2 separate regions of the Triticum aestivum genome follow, and region 2 is linked to region 1. The links are chromatin contacts, called in public Hi-C maps. All regions are on one chromosome and are shown on one strand. The core of a region is the stretch at or near the end of the contact, and the rest is flanking DNA. Distances in the headings are between cores, read along the strand shown.

What was found. Hi-C and Micro-C count contacts between places; a contact is called where the count stands out from the background.
Region 2: a Hi-C map of leaf shows a contact between it and region 1, with 2.8 times the contacts expected there. The contact joins the promoter of LOC123092953 here to the promoter of LOC123092952 in region 1. A contact is called at or near these places in 3 of 5 Hi-C or Micro-C datasets (all in leaf).

Annotation. Positions count from the first base shown.
Region 1 is chr4B:504,112,376-504,118,556 of IWGSC CS RefSeq v2.1, forward strand. LOC123092952 (sugar transport protein MST4) reads left to right here and starts at 3,079. Exons shown (of 3, transcript XM_044514814.1): 1 at 3,079-3,350; 2 at 4,110-4,429. The coding sequence starts at 3,215. LOC123092951 (heat shock 70 kDa protein 8) reads left to right here. Exons shown (of 2, transcript XM_044514813.1): 2 at 1-484. The coding sequence ends at 250.
Region 2 is chr4B:504,267,536-504,273,887 of IWGSC CS RefSeq v2.1, forward strand. LOC123092953 (protein OBERON 4) reads right to left here and starts at 5,062. Exons shown (of 4, transcript XM_044514816.1): 1 at 1,237-5,062; 2 at 908-1,173; 3 at 1-611. The coding sequence starts at 4,562. The coding sequence ends at 49.

The DNA.
Region 1 (6,181 bases), core at 1,829-4,328:
CAAGATCACCGGCATCCCGCCAGCGCCCAAGGGTGCCGTCGAGATCAGCGTCTGCATGGACATCGACGCCGGCAACGTCCTGAGGGTGTTTGCTGGCGTCGTGAAGCCGCAAGGCGAGGTCACTCCGCCGTTCATGGAGGTGAGGATGCCCACGCTGGACGACGGCCATGGCTGGTGCGGGCAGGCCCTGGCGAAGATGCACGGCAGCAAGCTCGACCTCGCTGTTCTTCCTAAGAAGCTGCATCCGTAAGTGCTTTGCTTATCAATTTTTCAAAAAAAAGAGAAGTGCTTTGCTTATGAGACTGGCTGTGTACTCTAGTAAATTAGCTCGCAGATTGTGGTTTCGACGATGTATCATGTCGTGTGAGATCTCTATGTGGTACATGTAGACAAATAAATGCCAGTGTTGTCTGTGTACAATGTTGCCTTGCGTGTAAAATGGGATGTTGCTAGTAGTATAAATAAGAGCGGTCTAATTTGGACACCTTTGGTCTGTAGAATTTCCTCAAGTTTCTTCCCGCACAACACAATTGGCCACTCCTGTCCCATACCGCATATCCTTTTCGGCCCATCGTGCCTGTCTGCATTTCAGGAGGAAAATCTGAAAGATGCCTATGGCCGGTGACTGGATGTATACCGGCTGCAACAATCAGACGGCCAATGGGCGGCCTGGAACGGGCTAAATCATGCGTGTAAATGTCATGGGCAAGCACATCAGTGCTGGGCGCGAACGGTGCACGCATCGATCGGTGCTGACTTGGAGAATCTAGTGGACGACTTAACGATGCATGCACGCGTGTAAAGATTGGATCATGGGCGGACACATCGGTGCTGGTTGCAACGACGCGTGCATCGATCGGTGCTGACTCGGAAAAATCTAGTGGACGACCTGTACGGTCTCCGCTTGTCAGTGACACGAGGTCGAGGACGCGTGAATCGCCTGCTTCTACGTAGTCGTTATCTTTTTTTGATTTGAAAAGCTAGCCGCCGAAGCAAACAAGACTGAAAAGAGGGCGTCACGCCTGCCGTGGCACAGAAATTGTGCCATCCGCCGCTTGACTTGGGCGCCCCGCGTGGTTCAGAGGTCAATCGCAATGCCGCAACACTCGACCACGGTGGCTCTGAACTCCGAAACAATGGCTCATCGATCAGTACAGGTGTGCCGTAAACTAGTACGTATTTTTTTTTCTATATATAAGCAGTTTGCCTGTGAGGGGAAAGATGGCGTGTTTACGTTATCAGTTAGTACCTCAGAGTCAAAGCCCAGCCAGGACCGGACGTGTCTCGGAGAGGTAGTTTCCAGCTTCGCCCGACGGCGACCGGCCGTTGGTTCAGACTTCAGACACACCGAAACGCAAACCAAACCCAGAGATCGTTAGGGAGTTCCTCACGGAAAACCGGTGTTCTTTTTTCAGAGATCATACGGAAAACCGGTGCTGTGCGTACGTGAGACACCCATGCGTGGCGTTGACTGCGTACTCGCAGCATATTTTACTACACTATAAGCATACGGGCAGTGAAAAAGATCCTCACGTAACACGTACGCTGTTGTCGTGGCCCTCTGTGCTGCGCACAGTGTTGTTCTTGTTCGTAAGCTTGCTGAAGTTTCGCAGAAGTCATGGCCTGCCCTGGACAAAAGCTCCGGCTCGCTCGTGTCCCTTTCTGCTTTTGAGAACACGTCGCAGTCGGCCATCGGGTTGAACCAAGGATGCAAATTGCGGCGTCGCACGCCGTTTAAAATTCCCAAACGGGTGGGAGTTCTCGCGTGCAAACCGTGCCGAATTCCTGCATTTGATTTCTTTCGACCATGGGTGTATATTCTTTTCGAGGAAAACCATTTGATTCCCCTGACGGCATTATTCGGGGCCAGGGCTGCAGGGCTTCGGGTGTTGAATATTCAGGCGATAAGATTGGTTGACTTATCATATGACGGTATGAACTACGCAGCATCGGCCGCCGGCCGGTGAGAACGTGCAAATGGGCTTGGGTTGCTGGACATATAAAGATCAAAGCGAAATTCGATTTCGCGCAGATTTGTTATTTGGAGGAGCGACCGGTCGTTACTCGTTTAGCCCACATGCTCTAATCCCACGGCTTACGTTCATTTCCCGTGAGCCTAACGTGGATAATTAGTTGCGTTGTTTAGTCCTAATCCGCGGCGTGTGTTTCCTCTCAGAAGTACGCGAGATCGAACTGATTTACAGAAATAATGGAGAAGTTTAGAATACTAATTTGCAACGTTACCATGTGATGTATCATATCATGTCGACGAGGCTAGCTGGAAGGGAGATTTGATTTAGTCTGCTCTTGGTCGACATCGTGACAGTGGTATATTTATACAGCCGTATGTTGTACCATCGTATCTCGACGAAATCACTAATGTACAAAAGCTATGCATAAACAAGAACCAGTTGGCCAACACCACTTTCCCCTGTGGAAAAGTACACGCACGCATGCACTGTGGTAATCGCCGGCGAACGCCGACCAGGAGTCAAATTTCTTGTGCTTGCATGTACACTGCTATCCACATCGACGAACACATAATTTTCCCAAGCGAATCCATCCCCACGTGACGTATAAATTTCGTTAAAATGGTAACGTTCAAAGTCAAGGTCCTCCATTCACATGAACCAAGCCAGCAACAAGGAAGCTGCGCCCGTTGCTGACACTCCGGAAACTCGGACAGATCGTTCACCGACATGTGGGCCCATCCAGCGATCTCGTTGTCAAGAAGGTCGGCGTCCGATAAGAGAATATCCTCAAGGTTTTCCGTGCTGCTCTCCAGTTTTCTTTTCCAAAAAAGGAGCCCATAAAGGCTTACTACTAGAAGGGTTTGGTTTGGATAAGCCATAATTTGTGGGAGGAACGGAAAAGTCGTCGTGCTTGTGCACGCAGTGGTGCATGCTCTGGCCCGTGGGCCGTGGAGCCGTCCGTTGACTGGGCAGCCAGCGAGCTGCGAGCGAGAGAGCCGTCGTGCGGGCCCCACCGCACGATCGTGGAGGCGACGTGGCCTGATCTGGCCGCTCGGTTGCGTTTGAAATTTCTTAGCGCAGTGGGCTTCCCTCCCTATATATACCCCAGGGACTTGGAGCCTTGTGTCCCATCTCCAATCCCCTTCCTTTGGCTGCTCTCCTCGTGTGGCTCTGCGGAGAAACACTCGCTGCTTGTCTAGCTTCCATTATATCGGCGTAGCTTGACCGGCCGGCTTGCGAGGATGCCGGGCGGAGGGTTCGCTGTGTCGGCGCCGTCCGGCGTGGAGTTCGAGGCCAAGATCACGCCCATCGTCATCATCTCCTGCATCATGGCGGCCACCGGCGGCCTCATGTTCGGCTACGATGTCGGCATCTCAGGTAACCCGATATACTCCTATACTCTACATGTCCATGCAGTTTTTTCCCGCGATCGATCATCTCCCTCCATGCATGTGCGTGCGTTGCGTGCTCCCGTGGTAGCTCTGGAAAATCATGTCAAATCCGCCTCACATGCATGGTTTAGGGTTCCATGCCGTCCTCGTCGATCCGCGCGTATGTTATCCATAATGGAACCACGCATGAAAGAGAGGAGTTTAATTGACTCCATGGCTATGGCGTTTACTTGTGGCTGCCGTCTCTCCTCTTCATATGGCGAAGCAGATAACCACGGATAATTGGAACGAAGTTAATGCAATTGATCCTCCTCATTAACTACCACGCACCGGCCAGCCGATAATTCAAACTCTTTCCTATTTACTCCATTGTGAACACTATCCAGTTTTCTGGCCAGGATCATGCATATATACACGCTCCTGTGCTAGCTGTATGATTCTGTGACTGATACCCCGTATATATAAGAATTAATATTATACTATATTTGGAAGAAAGTAGAGAGTAACTGCTGCCATCTTGCCACCTACTTTGATAGGCTGTTAAGTCAACCCATTTGTACATCTTCAGATCACGTACGTCTGATTCAACAAAGCTGTCTTTTGTGTGGACACGTTGCCTTTTGGTGTAGTGTAGTATTAATGAATTCTTAGTAAAACTAATTAAGAAAATCTTATCCATTTCTTTCACAGCGTCCAGCTCGATTAACAGCCATTTCTAAGATCCAAAAACTGATGGTTTTTGCAGGCGGAGTGACATCGATGGACGATTTCCTGCGTGAGTTCTTCCCGGCGGTGCTGCGCCGGAAGAACCAGGACAAGGAGAGCAACTACTGCAAGTACGACAACCAGGGCCTGCAGCTCTTCACCTCATCGCTCTACCTCGCCGGCCTCACCGCCACCTTCTTCGCCTCCTACACTACCCGCCGCCTCGGCCGCCGCCTCACCATGCTCATCGCCGGCGTCTTCTTCATCATCGGCGTCATCTTCAACGGGGCCGCCCAGAACCTCGCTATGCTTATCATCGGCAGGATCCTGCTCGGCTGCGGCGTCGGTTTCGCCAACCAGGTTAGCACAAATTTCCACCAGCTTCAGAATTGTATATTTTTTTAATACCAGTAAGCAAGGTTACGTACGTGTACGCAGCAACATTTGATATGTACGTACTCCTAGGTAACTTAAGTCAAAAGATCTTGGTAGAAACCGAAGTCAAACATGTAAAGCTAGCGGTGGCTTGTTTGAGAAAAATACTCCCTCCTTTCCGGTTTACAGGGCTCATCTCAATTTTTTCGTTTTTTCAATTTAAAGGGCTCATCTCCATCTCCTATTGAGATTCCAAGGTGCATTAAATCTTTGCATGTAGTAATTAAAAAGGAACTCCCCAATGCATGTAACTTTCATACTCCCTCCGTCCGAGTTTATTAGGCCCGTGGGCAACCGGACGCTGTCCCTATTTACAAGGCCCTTATGCAACCGGAGTATTTTCTCCACGCCTCGTTTCCTTCATTCGCACTTAATAAGGCAACAAATAGCTTGATTTTCCTTTATCAGCTGGCGCATGCGTCCCTCGTATTGGGTACAGCCGCTACATTAAAGTGAGCATGGGGCTGCATGCAGGTAGGTGCGCGCATGCAGCGAGATTTGATTGTTTTGGCAGTTAATTTGGTGCAGAAGCCGAAGTATAATGGTGCTAATTCGAGGGAATTATTAGTTCTGCCTTGGTACCTGTAATTTGGTCTAAGGGCCCAATAAACCCGGACGGAGGGAGTACTCATCTAGTAGTCAAGCATGCATGCACTACAATTAATTCAAATTAATGCATCATTTTAATTTGGGTAGTTTTGTAAAGTACAAGATACATTCCTCCATACATCAAGTGTCTTGGTTGATGAGATTTTAAATTTGAGCCTTATAAACCGAAAAAGAGGGAGTATGTAGTAATAGCACGCATGCGCGAGACATAATTTTCCGTGTCTATGAAAATGACGTAACCCGTGCGCAGTTTCTTCCTCGTTTGCTGGCAATTAGTCACCGTCCACGTCCACGGTAGCATCAAAGAATCTTTGGACCAAAACTAAACCTACTGGTCCTACCAGTTTTTACGTCCAGATTAATGCTCTAGATATGAACTACTGTTGCATTTTATACGTACTAGCTGCAGTACGTATGTAGTAGGAGTACATCGTATCCGTCTCATGTTTCCCGGAATTTAGGGGTCAAACGTACAAACCATGTGGCGGTGCATGACTCGTGTTGGCGCACGAGGACACCTTCCATTGGTGGCATCGCCTCACCTCTCGCGATAAACTTGTTAAGTTCAAGATTCCGATGCTGGCCGCGACTCCAGGCTTAGAAATTACTGGCCCAAATGGTAGGAGAAGCTTGGGCCAACCAACAGGTGATAGGTGTAAGCTTGCAGCTTATCTCGTTGGCTTCTCTTGGTTTTACTAGTCTGCTGGTGTGGCTGCCCTTCTCTTTAGTTGTCCCAAGTTGCTATCAACTTGGACTAGTTGTAGAATATACAAACACAGCGGCTTTGGATTCTTCTGTTTTTGGCTGTCGAAACTTTTATTTTAGTACCGAAATTGCTTCACGGGCGATACTTCCGCACGATCTGTGAACGATTCTTCCTTCACGTCCAAATTTCATGCTTGCACGCACGCCGAATCGCTGTCATGGAGGATCGTTCAGGCATCGGGCGCAAATCTATCATGTGCATAGCAACGCTCTTTTAGTAGCAGCAAGCAGGTGCGGTTGTTCACGTCTAGGCCACACGGGTCGCAATACGAAGCGGGCCTACCTGATAGAGTAGTTCTACAT
Region 2 (6,352 bases), core at 3,812-6,311, 160 kb after region 1:
AGCTCAGCAAGTTTGGTATCTGCAACTAAACACGGGCAGTAACCTCGTTTATGTGCTTAGATTCTGTTTTGTTGCCTCCATTTTCAACAATAACTCCCTAATGTTATCTTTCATCCTCGTTTTCATGCTGAGAAATTGATGGTACGATCTCTCAATGACTTGAAGTTCTTCAATGTTTTGCTTGCGCCTCTCTTGCAACTCATTTATGTGGAGTTCAGACATTTGAGTAGCATAATGTTCTTCAATGCGTGCATATTTTACCATCACGATATTTTTCAGACTCTCGGCTTCTTTACGTGCTTCATTGGCACGTTCCTGGTACATATTTGCTTCAGCCTGCTTTAACCTCACTAGACCATCCAGTTCATCAGAAACTGGCTTATTATTGACCACCTGAAATCCAGTTTCAGCTATTTTTCTAGGCATTGATTGGCTCCCAGTAGTAGAAACAACACCTGCTTTTTGTAGGAACGGGACTCCTTCTAAGGTAACTGATGGTAACCATGTTGCCGTTCGACTCGAACTAGGAATCCCATTTATTCCTTCAGCAATGCTGCATGGAATGCCCTTTAGTGGCACTAATGGACCACTGCCCATGTTAGGATTGTCATCTGGAATTAGAAACAGAGTGTTAGCAAGATATAATTTGCCGATCAATCATAGCTTGCACTCGTATTTACACCAGTTTTGAAAGCATGGACCACAAAATCTGTAGTACTGGAGAATCCTTAATGAGAAAGCCTACAAGCTGGGTAACTGTTAATCTGTTATTGGTTTGAAGATCAAGCACGGTTGACGTTAACATGGTTACTAGTCTTATATGTCTAGAAATATATAAGTAAAAGCAAGAACTGAACAAGCATGGAGTGTTAACTATTATTTCTCACTACTTATGGTAGCGGCTTACCAGAAAAGAATGCAATGACATATTTGATGACTTCAGAATAATAACCCCTGTTTTCCAATTTAATCAGCATCTGCTTGACAAAGTCCCTGACTCTCCTACCCCTTGCATCATCACTTGCAGAGAAGATCCTTTCCACATATTGAAGCTCTCTGATCAGAGCCTCCACCCTCCATTGTTTAGCACATGTTCGGAAGACTTCTTTCACAAAACCATACATCTCTGATGGATGTCCACAAGCACCGCAATGAAACTGCATTTCATTAGTACCATGTGCTCTAGAACCAGCTCCCCCCTTTCGAATAAGGGAGTGGCGTAAGCCACAATCCGTATGGCACCAATGAAGACAGACATCACAGCCAACCCAACTACATGTATTAGATGCCGTGTCAAACTTCAAGCAGACAATGCACATGCAAGAACTACAGAAACCATTCTTCTGCTTACAAATTTTACAATCACAATCAACCACTGGTAGAATGCTTTGGCATGAGAGATTGCGGCATTTCAAGTTCAAAAAAATGTCAACCAAATCAGGTGTAGCAATGCTATTGCTTTTCTTTAAAAAATCTGGAAGACCCGTCCTTATAGCAACAAGTATCTCCAACAGCACCCGTGGACACCTTTGCAGTATTTCACTATTCAAGTCTGATCGTTTTTTAAGTGCCTCCTGCAACGCTACTATTTGTCCTCTTTTATCAGCATTAATTATGATCTCAGAAATGGCCTCCCTCAAATATGCTCTAGAATTGCCTGTCATCTCTTGAAGCATCCTTCCAGTATAATTCAGAGGGTCTGAAACAATCTTGGAAATAACCCTCTCAACAACACCAGCACCATTCAGAACAAGCTGTTCCTCATGCTGCAGCTCACCCCTTGAAAGACTGCTGCTACTTCTCTCTCTTGTGAGCTGCCTCCTATGTCTACTATGTCCCAATCCAGCATCAAGCGAACCATGATTATGTGCTGTCGACAGGACTGGCGATAGCCCATTGTTCTGCATGTTCACACCAACCAAAGTGGTATCTGACAAATGACCATTTTGGAGTGCTTTCTGAAGTAGCGGGGTAGGGTTCCCTTTCTCAGTAGATATGTTTGAGGACAACTCTACTTGCCATCCTGTGCTGTTGCTCACCTGATCAACTCCTTGAAACAAAGGTTTACTGCCTACTGAATGCTCACAATTGTCCAATGACCGTTGAGTATGTGAGAAACTAGGGTTGCGAACAAATGCTTGAGAATTGGTCAATGATACAGAAGCTGTTATTCCATCTGAATTTGTGCAGAATGATGATGATGACGACGACAACTGAGAGCATGGTCCATGGGCTACAGAATCAGGTCTGGGAACAAAACTTTTGAATTCAGGATCCTGTAAACCACCTGACAAGCTTAGTGAAAGATCAAGTCTCCCTATCTTGAGTGTGTCATCTTCCTGCTTTCCGGAAGTAGTGCTTGTAGATTTCCATGCTTCTTTTTGGTCTGTGTCAGGCTGCAATCCTATGTCAAAACCTCTCCCCACTAAAGTACCACCACCTGCCTTATTAAGGACATCAAATGCTATACCCTTTCCTTTATCCTCAGCCCTTGGCTTCTCCATAATCAGATCCAAAGTCGTTCCCTCTTCCTCAGTATCCTTAATATGGTCCTTGGATGGCTGAAGGAAAGCACCAGTACCTGCAAGTTTGGCCTCCAGATCAACATGTATTACTTGTTTCGCAACGATTTCATTCTCAACTGCTTCTTCTTTTTCTTCTACAACTTCAGTTTTGTCAAGCGCAACTCTATTTTCACAACCGTACCTCTCGAGTCCCTCTTCCACTGGCTGGGATGCGATAGATTCAGTTGTTTCATCAATCTTCTTGTCTCCAACATTTCCTATTTCAGTTTCTTTAATTTCTTGAGACTCTTGGCACAGAGAAGTCATGACATCTTCCTGGAGCATAGTAGATGAGCTGCTCTTTCCAGCTACGTCAGGCGCATTGGCGGTTAGTTCTTTCGTGGTTACTGTCTCATGCATTGCTTCCTCCAGCATAACGGATGAGTTGCTATCTCCTAGCAAATTAATGGTATTAGCAGTTAGCGGTGTGTCGTCTTCATGCACCACTTCCTTCGGCATACTGAAAGAACTGACCTCTTTTGGCGCATCTGCAATATTGGCAGCTACATCTACATATTTCACTTCCTCCTGCATCGCCCCCTGCAGGATACTGGATGAAGCGCAATTTCCAACACCGCCACCGCCATTGACGTTTCCATCTGTTGCTTCTTTAGGAAGAACTTTCTGCAGCGTAGTCGATGAACTGCCAATCCAAACAATATCATCATCACTAGCAGCCTCGCCTAATGCCATTACTACCTCCTGCAGTGATTCTTTTTGTATGCTGGATGAAGTGCCCTTCTCAACATCATTGACAGCAATGGCAGTTTCAACTTCTGTTGTCACTTCTTCCATGGTAGTCTCCACTTCTTCCATGGTAGCCTCCTTCAGGATACCAGATGAAGTGCTCTGCACACCCACATCAGCAGCGTTGGCACCATCTTGTCGTGTAACCACTGCGTCATGCCGCGCTTCCAGCTGCATAGCGGAGGAAGTGCTCTGTCCACCTTGATCAACAGCACTGGCAGCTTCATCTCCTCCACACACTTTCTCTGTGACATCCGATGCTAATTTCTCATGCTGCGTGTTTGTTACTTTCCCCATGACATCCGATGCTGATTTCTCATGCTGTGCGTTTGCTACTTTCTCTGTGACAACCGATGCTGATTTCTCATGCTGTGTGTTTGCTACTTTCCCTGTGACATCCGATGCCGATTTCTCATGCTGTGTGTTTGCTACTTTCCCTGTGACATCCGATGCTGATTTCTCATGCTGCGTGTTTGTTACTTTCCCTGCTTCTGCAACTGCATCATCGCTGATCTTCCCTTTCTCCTTCCCCAAGTTGTCGGCAGCTTGAGTTCTCAAATCCACTCTTAGTCTCAGCCCAGGAGAATCCACTTTCTTCAACTCGCATCTCTTACTAGTTCCCTTGTCATCAGGACGGCCTGAGTCAACCCACTTCTGATGCTCCGCGGCGGATGGCGGAGGCGGGGCTTTGGCGTCCGGATCTGGCGCGACTTCCCCTTCCTCGATCTCACCGGCGCCGCAGTTGTGCTTCCTCAATTTGTCCCCCTTGGGACCATCTATCCTCCTCCTGGGCTCACTAGGAGACCGGCGAGGGGGCGTAGGCGGCGACGGCGCCTGCCGCCTGGTCGCAGACTTGTGGCCGTCCAAGCCGTGCGGATCCCTCCAGGGGCCACCGGGACGCCGCCACGCCGAGCCGCCGCCGCCGCTGCCGCTGCCGCTCGCATCCCAGCGCGACCGGTCGCGGTCGGCGCGGAACCCCTTGGGGAACTCGCGGCGGAAGCCGGAGAAGCTCTCGGAGCGGTGCATCGCCCGGTCCCCGCCATAGCCCCGCGGTGAGGGGGAGTCCCGGTAGCGGTGGTCGTAGAACCTGCCGCCGCCGAAGCCGGTCCGGCGGTCGAACTCGTCGCTCTCGTACTCCGCGGGGCGGCGGCGCGGCGGCAGCGGGGACGGCGGGCCCCCGCGGTCATAGAACCTCCGCCTGTCGCCGTCCGGGTCATCGTCGTCGACGTAGGACGACCGCTGGCGCTTCATGCCAGATCGGCTCGCCGAGAAGGGTGAGGGGCTGCTGCTGAGGAGAGATAAGGAAGGAGCGGGTGGGCGTGTACGGAGAAATGCGTGCGCGAGGTGGCCGCTGCTGCTCGCGTCGCCTCGGCTTGCGTCCTTCCGGCTCACTCCTCCCCTCTTCCTCCCTCCCCCGGCTCTCGCTCGCTCTCGGCCACTCCCCTCCTAGTCGCGGTCAACGGGCGTCACCCAGATTTGGACCCGGGTCTCAGAGCCGGCCGGCCATGCTTCCTCCTCTCTTTTTTTTTTACCGCCGACGGAGCGCGGTGCAGGAGGCCCGTGGTTTCTGACGCGCGGGAGTCGCTCGGCCGGGGCCCACCTTCGTAGATGGTAGTAAGCGCAGCGGATCCGGCGCCGAACAGGGGACGGGGGCCGGGCGTCGTGGCGCGGTGGCGCGTGGCAGGGCGGGGCGAACGGCGATGGTGGACTCGTGGGGGTGGATGTGGTGGGTTGGTGGCGCGCTGGGGATGCGTCTGGGGCGATGATGGGTCATGTCGTGGAGGCCTCGGGTGGCGTGGTGCGGTGGTCTGATCTCTTATGTGTGAGCCAGAAAGGTCAGCTTTTGACTGGCGTTTGCGTGCAGACGATAGCGTGGGCATCAGCGTCTCCCGACCTCCGCACTGGTGACTTGTCCCGTCGTCCCCGCAAATCCAGATTCCAGTGAAGTGGAGCCAATCGGCCAAGTGGAGCTCTACCACAGACTTCGATTTGATTCGAAGGGGAAAATGGAGTTTGCAATGTTGCGTGCTTCTCCCACCAGATTTCTGAATTTATTAAGAAGGGGTTCTTGATTTTTTTTCTCAAGGTGAGAGCAACTGCGGAGACCGGAGTTTACCAATTGGCAATTGTCAATTGCTTGACGAAAACAACAAGCCACCAGTTTTTCCTCCGTCCGGGGGCTAGTAGAAGCTGACTACTCCTCCACTAGTTTATTCTCTAAAGTTTGCTTGCATTCGGGATTACAGGTTCTCTGTGTTTCTTTAAAACACTACTAGGGAATCATGAGTGGATGTTGAACATGTAATGAAATATTTCATCATCCTTAGAGTATCTACAGCCGGACGCCTCAAACCTCCCTCATATATCCGATCGGATGGCCCGATCAGTGATCGATAAAAAAAGTCAACCACACGGGCGCCTCAAACCGGGCTCAAATGCCCGAGCTGACCGGCACCCTCATATCCAGCCCAAATGTAGGGCGGATACAGAGAGGCCCGGTCGCGACCGGGCGCGTCCGTTGGCGGTGCAAAATACCGTCACATCCCTCGGTAGGGGTCCAAGCGCAGCTGGAAGTCATGAATCGGAGGTCACACGAGGAATTTATCCAGGTTTGGGCCTCCGGAGAGTAATACCCTACGTCGTGCTGGTTTTGATGATTGATAATGGAGGGATACCTCATGGGAGGGATTACAATGGTGAATGAGATTGCTACCGAGAGTTTCCTATATGTGGATAGATGATGAATGAGGATCTTAGACCTCCCTTTGTATAGGCAAGAAAGGTCTAGGGTTACATGGCACATGCGATCTCGGGCGTTGCCGCCCTCTAGTCTTGAAGATCACGAATGTCGTCTTCGCCTCCTAGGGTTTGCTCCTTTTATTGGGCCTAGCAGGCCCCTTGTGTTCGATGAGGCCGGGCTCCCTGGCAATAGTCATCCCCGGTACAGGACCCCATCAATAGCCCCCGAGAGTGGCAGAGGTTGGGGAGGGTGGCCGCAAGACCTCCGGCGGGCTCCCGCACTTGCTTGAAATCTTCTCAAG